2 separate regions of the Ovis aries genome follow, and region 1 is linked to region 2. A link is a contact called in public Hi-C data. All regions are on one chromosome and are shown on one strand. The core of a region is the stretch at or near the end of the contact, and the rest is flanking DNA. Distances in the headings are between cores, read along the strand shown.

Region 1 (3,564 bases), core at 798-3,297, 1.1 Mb before region 2:
CTTTATGACGAACCAGAAAGACATCCGAAGTCTTGGCAGCGTCATCAACTAGAACAACGACACTTGGAGCCTGGAGGCGCCTACCCACCAGCACAGAAAGGGAGCGTGGGTGCCAAGTCAGGCTACTGACTCTCTGAATGGTCCTGGAGCCACATGCCCACGCTGTGGAGAGCGAGCCCCATAAATAATTAACATTGATTTTTTTTTTTTTTTGAGAAAAGCTCCACAGTACAGCTTCTTATGGACAAGAATGCTATTTCCTTTTCAATTCAGAAGCCTCTTCTCCATTCCAGTAGAACACTGGGCCGAGTTGCTCTGTCCACGAACAGCTGTGCATCTTTCCTCACTCAAGTCACCATCTCTGAACCCAGTTTCCACAGGATAGAAGATGTATGTCTGCCCACCTCAGAGGATTTATCCATGACTTTGAGGACTAAGAGTAAATGTAAACTGACATTTATTGTTTGAGGTTAGTGTGACCTTGATTCCAAAATTAGATAAGGTCTGCACAAGATACCACAGCTCTATTTCATTCTCAAAAATTCCAAGCAAAATATTGGCTGACAGAACGCAACAGTGTCTATAAAAAGTAACAATACGTTGTGTCCGGTAGGATTTTTATATCTGTTTTTTTAATTTATTTATTTTACTTTACAATATTGTATTGCTTTTGCCATCAGGTAGGATTAATTGCAGAAATAAAAGGGTAGTTCACATCAGAAAAATCGGTATCATATACTAGAGAAATAATTTCAATAAATATGGTAAAACTATCTTACCAAATTCACCCCCCAAATTATGATTTAAAATTCTCAAGAAATCCCTAACAATGGAAGGGTTCTTCCTAGAATGATAAAGACTATATATTACAACAAAATCCTAGAGTCAGGTCATCCATAAGGGATGGAGGGTGACCTGTGCTCCAAGGGCCAGGATAGGATAAGAATACCCACTCTCACTCACCCCTATTCCTTTAACACAGCATTGAAGATTCTGGCTAAAGTGCTTAAATAATTCAGAAAAATAAATAAATAACATTCAGTTAAACAGAAGCTTAAGGTAAGAGAAGGGAGAACGTTCAGGCTTTCTTTGGACTTCACAATTCATTTTTCTCCACAATCCCCTTATCATCTATTTGAGGCCAAGGATCACATCTGATACTTTTTTAAAAAATCCAGGACCCCACCTGGTGTCAAGTTGGTGGTAGATACTAGTTTGCAAAAGGGATCTTATCCAAGTTATGAAGTAGTAAAGATGAAATGAGTCGCATGTGGAAACCACTGTACATGTGCTAGAGAAGTAAGCTTGCAGGACACCATCCTTCATTTTCAAAAGGCTGCATCTCCCTGATGCCAATTTCGCTTCTAAGCCTCAAAGCCCCCCGCCCGCGAACGGCCCTCCTCGAGGCGGCCACCAGGTGGCGCCCGGCCTCCACCGGCCGGACCCGGAAAGAACCACTGGGCTCCGACGCCCCAAGTCCCCTCGGAAGGGCTCCCGTTTCCCGGACGCGGCTGCTCCCTTAGGTCGTCGATCGAAAGGCGCGAACTGCCCGCGGCTCCCAGCGACCGTGCGGGCCCGGCTCGCCCCACGCTTCCCTCGCAAGGCCAGGGAGCCCTCGCGGGAGGTCCCCTCCGTCCAGGTCAGACACCGTCTCGGTCCGAGCCGACTGCGGGCGGGGCACCGAGCCTGGGGTCTGCGCCCCCCGCCACCCGGAGGGAAAGGACGCTGGTGGCCAGCGACCTGGCCTGGCGCTTCCCGCCCTCGCCGCTCCCGGGTGCAGCCCCACGCGGAGTGGCCGATCGTGCCGGGCGCTGGAAGGGCGGAGGACGGGTGGACCGACGGCCGGGGCCAGTCCTGAAGGGCGGCCACGGTCGGAATAACCGGTTCCGGACGGGGGCCGCCGCCGGAGCCTGCCTCCCCGGGGGTATGATGACCCACGACAACAGCGACGGCCCCTGGATCCAAGGACCGGCCCACCTGCGGGCGAAGATGCGGTCCGGGGGCGGGGACGATGCGCAGCGCGCGGGTGATGCGCAGAGCTGGCCCGGCCGGCTGCACGGGCCCCACCCCCGCCCTGGAAGGGTGCAGGAGCCCGGCGATGCTGGGACCGCCGGTGCCCCCGCCCCCGCCCCGCGCTTGGGCCGCGAAGGATTCAGCGTCTGGTCCGGAAACGCCGCAGCCGCCCGGGGCGGACTCGCCGGCGCCACCCTTACACCTGCTCGGCTAGGCCTGAGAAGGTGGCCCCAGGTGAGACCCCCTCCACCCCACGCCCCATCCTCACCGGCCCGTCCTCCCCGCTCCTTCTCCAGGTCCCGTCCACCCCGGACCGGCCTTCCTAGCATCCTACCCCCACCCTCAAGCCACACGACCCAGCGATAAAGTGTCTTCCAACGTGAGAAGGTAGTATCAATATACGGGGATACAGATGAACTGTAAACACGTACCTACACCAGTCCCAGAGTTGCCACGTGAGGGATGCGGTGGACACAGCAATCGGATCCTTCCCTGCGCAGTCCAGGCGCAGCCAAGGGTGAAGGGCGATTTAAAGATTTAAACAGAAATCTGTCTCGGAGCCCCGGGCAGGGCCCAAGCCTCCGCCCCAGGCTGGGTGAGCTACAGGTGCAGGAGGGAGCTCGCGGCCATATTACAGCTTCACCCCCAGGGCAAAGGGGCCTTAGGAGCAACGAGTAGCATGGAGGGTTATTTTTTTTCTTTTTGCCCCACCTCTAAATCTTAAAATCAGGTTCAGAAATTCTGTGGATTCTTTTCTTTCCTGATTAACAGCAGTTTCATTTGCTGCAGAAGTGTCTTATCCACTCAGACAGGTCGTCCTCCAGATTCCACATCTAAAGTGCTAGGAGGCCCCACCACAGTAACTCTTGGGTTGGAAACCCCACCCCAAGGCACAGAGCTACTTTTTCCTTGACAGACTAAAAGAAACTTCTGGGTTTACAGACTCCCCAGGACAGTCAGCTTCCCTAAAAAGCAGCAACAGCCCTTTACCCCAGAGTGCTAGCCCTGACCACACATCTGTCTGATAAGGGCCTTCTCTGCACTGCAGATTCCAAGCCTTAGGGGTGGTAGAAGCGATGAAGGAGGAGGGATTAAATAAAATGGCGAGATAGAGACAGAATCTTAAAAATCATTCAGAATTCAGGCATTGACTTCAGACATGTTTTATTATAATCTTATACAGTCTACATAAATTTGAACTTGTATTTATTTGGGTTCAGTTATAACATAGCATAATAAAAATCAAAGCACTGGTCCTCTGAAATAAAGCAGGCAATCACCATTCAATAAACACACTTGATTTATTTTGTATAAAAGGGTTAAGTTTACAACTAAACTTTTATAAAAAGTTTAGCATGAATAAGTACATCATTACACTTTGTATGCAGAAATGTACATTTCTGCCACTATACAAGAAAACTCTAATTAAAGAGTTCACAAGGTTTCACTCAATATATATATATATTTATATATAAATATATACACAGCATTCAGTAGGCTTGTGTCAAAAAGGTAATTTCTGACCAAAAGACTTCATTTAAGTAACTGAAT
Region 2 (3,593 bases), core at 463-2,962:
TCAAATTCCTGTCAATTGAGTCAGTGATGCTATCCAACCATCTGATCCTCTGTTGCCCCTTTCTCCTTTTGCCCTCAGTCCTTCCCAGCACCAGGGTCTTTTCCAATGAGTTGGCCTTTCACATCATGTGGCCAAAGTATTGGAGCTTCAGCTTCAGCATCACTCCTTTTAATGAATATTCAGGGTGGAGATGCCAAAACGCTTCTTGCTGGATGGTTGGGTGGCATCCTCAGATACTTGACACAGAAGCTTGGACTATAGTTCCGGGTGTGGTGTGGGTGCCACTCTCTCTCGGGCCCATGTATTCTTCCACGTCTATAAGGGTAGGCACTGCAGAGCACACAAAGATGAATGTCACCAGGACCCAGTCCTCAGGGAGATCCAGGACTAGGAGGGAGGTATCTTCAGCCGCATGAAGGACAGTTGCACTCGACAATGCCGTGGGGTCGTCCCTATACCTTAGAGCTGACTCAGAGCAGAGTCGTGGGTTGGGACACCTGAGGGCACCAAGATGGACCTGGCCGCGCTCAGGCGCGTGGAGCGCACACCTGCGATGACGTCACGCCTGGGCTCACCTGCCTGAGCGGCAGGCCTCCAGGGAAGCTCGGGCGGCTGGGGGAAGGCGTGCACCTGCCGCCGCCCCATACCTACGGAGGCCTTGCCAGTGCCCAGCCAACATAGGCGGGTCTCTGGGCCTTGGTTCTGTGTGTAAAATAATGATTCAAACCAAGCCCCATGTTGAGAGGACTAGGAGATGGATGGACCTGAAAGACATTGGCACTTGATACTTAGTAAAAACTCATTGATTATGAATCCTTGCTATTCATATTAAAGAGAAGCAAAATACCCTGGAGAAGCACCATGGCTACCCAGAAAGTTTGGGAAAAGTTTGGAAAGCACAGTCAGTTAAGCCAGGATTCTAAAGATGAATGAGATTCAACAGACAGGGACAGTTGTATGGATGCAGAAAGTTTTCCAAACCAGGGACTGGGCTGAGCAAAGGCGCTGGGCAGGGAATGCATAGTGGGTGTGAAGCTGGGTGGGGAGAAGTGGGGAGAAGCTGGGTGCTCCCGGAAGTTATCCAGCCAGTGGACAGAATCAGGGCGTGCACTCGGGATTGTCCAGGTTCGTTTGTCACCTTCCGAGTGTCCCGTGTGTATTTCTCCAGTGTGTCCAGGATTCTGGCTTTATGCACCATGTGAGAAGCCCTATATACCTTAGAGCTGACTCAGAGCAGAGACGTGGGTTGGGACACCTGAGGGCACCAAGATGGACCTGGCCGCGCTCAGGCGCGTGGAGCGCACACCTGCGATGACGTCACGCCTGGGCTCACCTGCCTGAGCGGAAGGCCTCCGGGGATGCTCGGGCGGCTGGGGGAAGGCGCGCACCTGCCGCCGCCCCACAAACGCTGCAGTGAGAGGCCGCTGATTAACATGCAGAGCCCCGCGAGAGGGCGAGGTGCCGCAGCTGGACAGCAGCTTCTCCCGGCCGTTTGAAAAAGCCTCTCTCACAGCTGGAGATAAAATAGCCCCGGTGCCACTGGCCGGCCATTGTGAACAGCAAAGGGTCCTTCTTCTGGCGGAAGCAGAAGTTCACCCAGCTGTCAAGGATTTGAAATGTAAAAACCCCAGGCCTCCTGGGGGAGGGGAGAGGACAGAGGCCACGTCAGAGGAAATGCAAGCTGCTCTGGGGGTTGAGGAAACCGTGGGCTGAGGCAGTTCACTTTGAGCAATCAATAAGGCTTTCAGAGAGCGGCGGAGAAAAAACAGTTCCGGAGAGAGGGCAGCGAGCTCTGGGCCAGGAACTGCTTCTATCCCTCCTGCTGGGGGTCTGCAGCCTTCGGGATCCCTGGCGCCAGGAGGCCAGACTGAGCTGACCGCAGTGGAAACGTGGTGCCTGGGTGTCTTACTCCTTTCTGCCCACCTCCTGCAGAAAGATGAAGTCCCAGACATCAGGAGAACCCTCAACACCTGCCTGCCCAGAGCCCCTAGGGGCACCCACCCTGGGCCCAGCCTCTCCACCCCTCCGTGTTTTTGCCAGTGCACCTTCCCTCTCATCCCCTTGATCTCTGGGCATCCTGCAAGCAAGTTCAGTGTCCTCTCTCGGTCTGAATTTCTGATCCCCACCCCAGGTGCCTCACATAGAATTAGGTCATTCTTCTATCTCCCCACAAACCTCTGCTCCAGCTCTTGTCACTTAATAGCTAAATACTCACTACTGGGCATTTTCAGACCCGGTGACCTCTGCTAGGAGGACTTGGTGACCGTACACCACTTTGTCCTAGGGAGTTTCCAGGCCAGACATGTAGACAGGCAGGTGACCGATAAATGCAATCGTATTGGGCATTCTCCAGTCCAGGTCCTCTGAGCCCTAAGAGCACATGACCCAGAACCTTGTGGCCAAGCAGGATGGCACCTCTGGGCCAGTGGAGAAAACAGAAATGCAGTGGCTTTCCTGTCCACCTCAGTGCCCTGAGCCGTTCAATGCTCCTATAAAACCGCAGGCTGGCCTCAGTCCCCTGAGGGACTTCCTGTCCAGTTGCATTCCTCATTTACCCATCTCTCTATGTGTCCCAGTGGCGCTCATGGTAAAGAACCTGCCTGCCAATGCAGGAGATGTAAGAGACACGGGTTCAGTCCCCAGGTCGGGAAGATCCCCTGGAAGAGGGCATGGCAATCCACTCCAGTATTCTTCTCTGGAAAATCGCATGGACAGAGGAGCCTAGCAGGTGATGGTCTATAGAATCACAGTCAAACATGACTAGAGTGACTTAGCACGCATGCATGCTTCATGTCCCCACCATAATAATTGAGTGTGCCGTCCTTGGGTCCCCTCTGCCCTTACCCCTGCTCAGTGGACTAGTTCAACTCTTTGTTCCTGGTATTAATTTAAGGCAGGTTTCATGATATTTGGGGGATCACTTTTAAGTGGAAAAAATTCTGCTCCTTGATGTCACAAAACCATATAGTAGTTAAATCATGGCTGGGTCCATTCCCATGTAGTAACAAACCTAGAAATGAGTGAACTTGAGGTGTCACCCCCAACTAGACCTGCAGGCTGCCTCCTGTTCTCTCTCTTGTCACTAGCTCCAATTCCTGGCTCCTTCAAGGATGGGGAGTTTGGAAAGGGAGAGGAGAGGTGATAAGAGGCCTTACTTGAATTCACCCAGAAGCCAGCACCCGCAGGCTGTGGCCCAGCAGGTGTTTGAGGCTGACCCGTTCTCACCAGGTGCTTTTGTGGGCTCTTCACAGTCTCTCCCTACTTCGGAGGACTCACACCCCCAGTTCTCTTGATGTGGGAAATGTAGCCCTATTTTTATCAATCAAAATTCAGACAGGAAAGCATAAAATACAGTAGCTATTTTAACAGATAAAATTTAACCTAGGAGATGGATTAGAAATCCCTTCTGGGAATGAAGGTTGGGACCCTGAGAACATGGAAGCTTGGGGGAGGACACTTGCAGAGCTGGAGCCCGGCCCTGCAATGAGGTGTTACTCACTGGTGTTCATGGTTCAAGAGCTAGAAGAACATCCCAGGAGTTGGGACTCAGACCTTGGAGGAGGGAGTGCTGCTTAGGGGAGAGGGAATAGAAA

What was found. Hi-C and Micro-C count contacts between places; a contact is called where the count stands out from the background.
Region 1: a Hi-C map of liver shows a contact between it and region 2, with 10 times the contacts expected there. The contact joins two enhancer-like sites. A contact is called at or near these places in 9 of 16 Hi-C or Micro-C datasets (blood, hypothalamus, liver and 4 more).

What each region holds. Positions count from the first base shown.
Region 1 is chr3:18,204,349-18,207,912 of ARS-UI_Ramb_v3.0, reverse strand. ID2 (inhibitor of DNA binding 2) reads right to left here. Exons shown (of 3, transcript XM_004005671.4): 3 at 3,161-3,564. Among named protein-coding and RNA genes, the nearest start is that of ID2, 3.8 kb to the right of the region's middle. Within about 2 kb of position 2,047, at least 14 of the 54 cell types and tissues checked have an H3K27ac peak or open chromatin away from gene starts, as enhancers often do. A contact at or near this core is called in liver, where this site is marked.
Region 2 is chr3:17,147,615-17,151,207 of ARS-UI_Ramb_v3.0, reverse strand. No RefSeq gene overlaps it. Among named protein-coding and RNA genes, the nearest start is that of RNF144A, 380 kb to the right of the region's middle. Within about 2 kb of position 1,712, at least 5 of the 54 cell types and tissues checked have an H3K27ac peak or open chromatin away from gene starts, as enhancers often do. A contact at or near this core is called in liver, where this site is marked.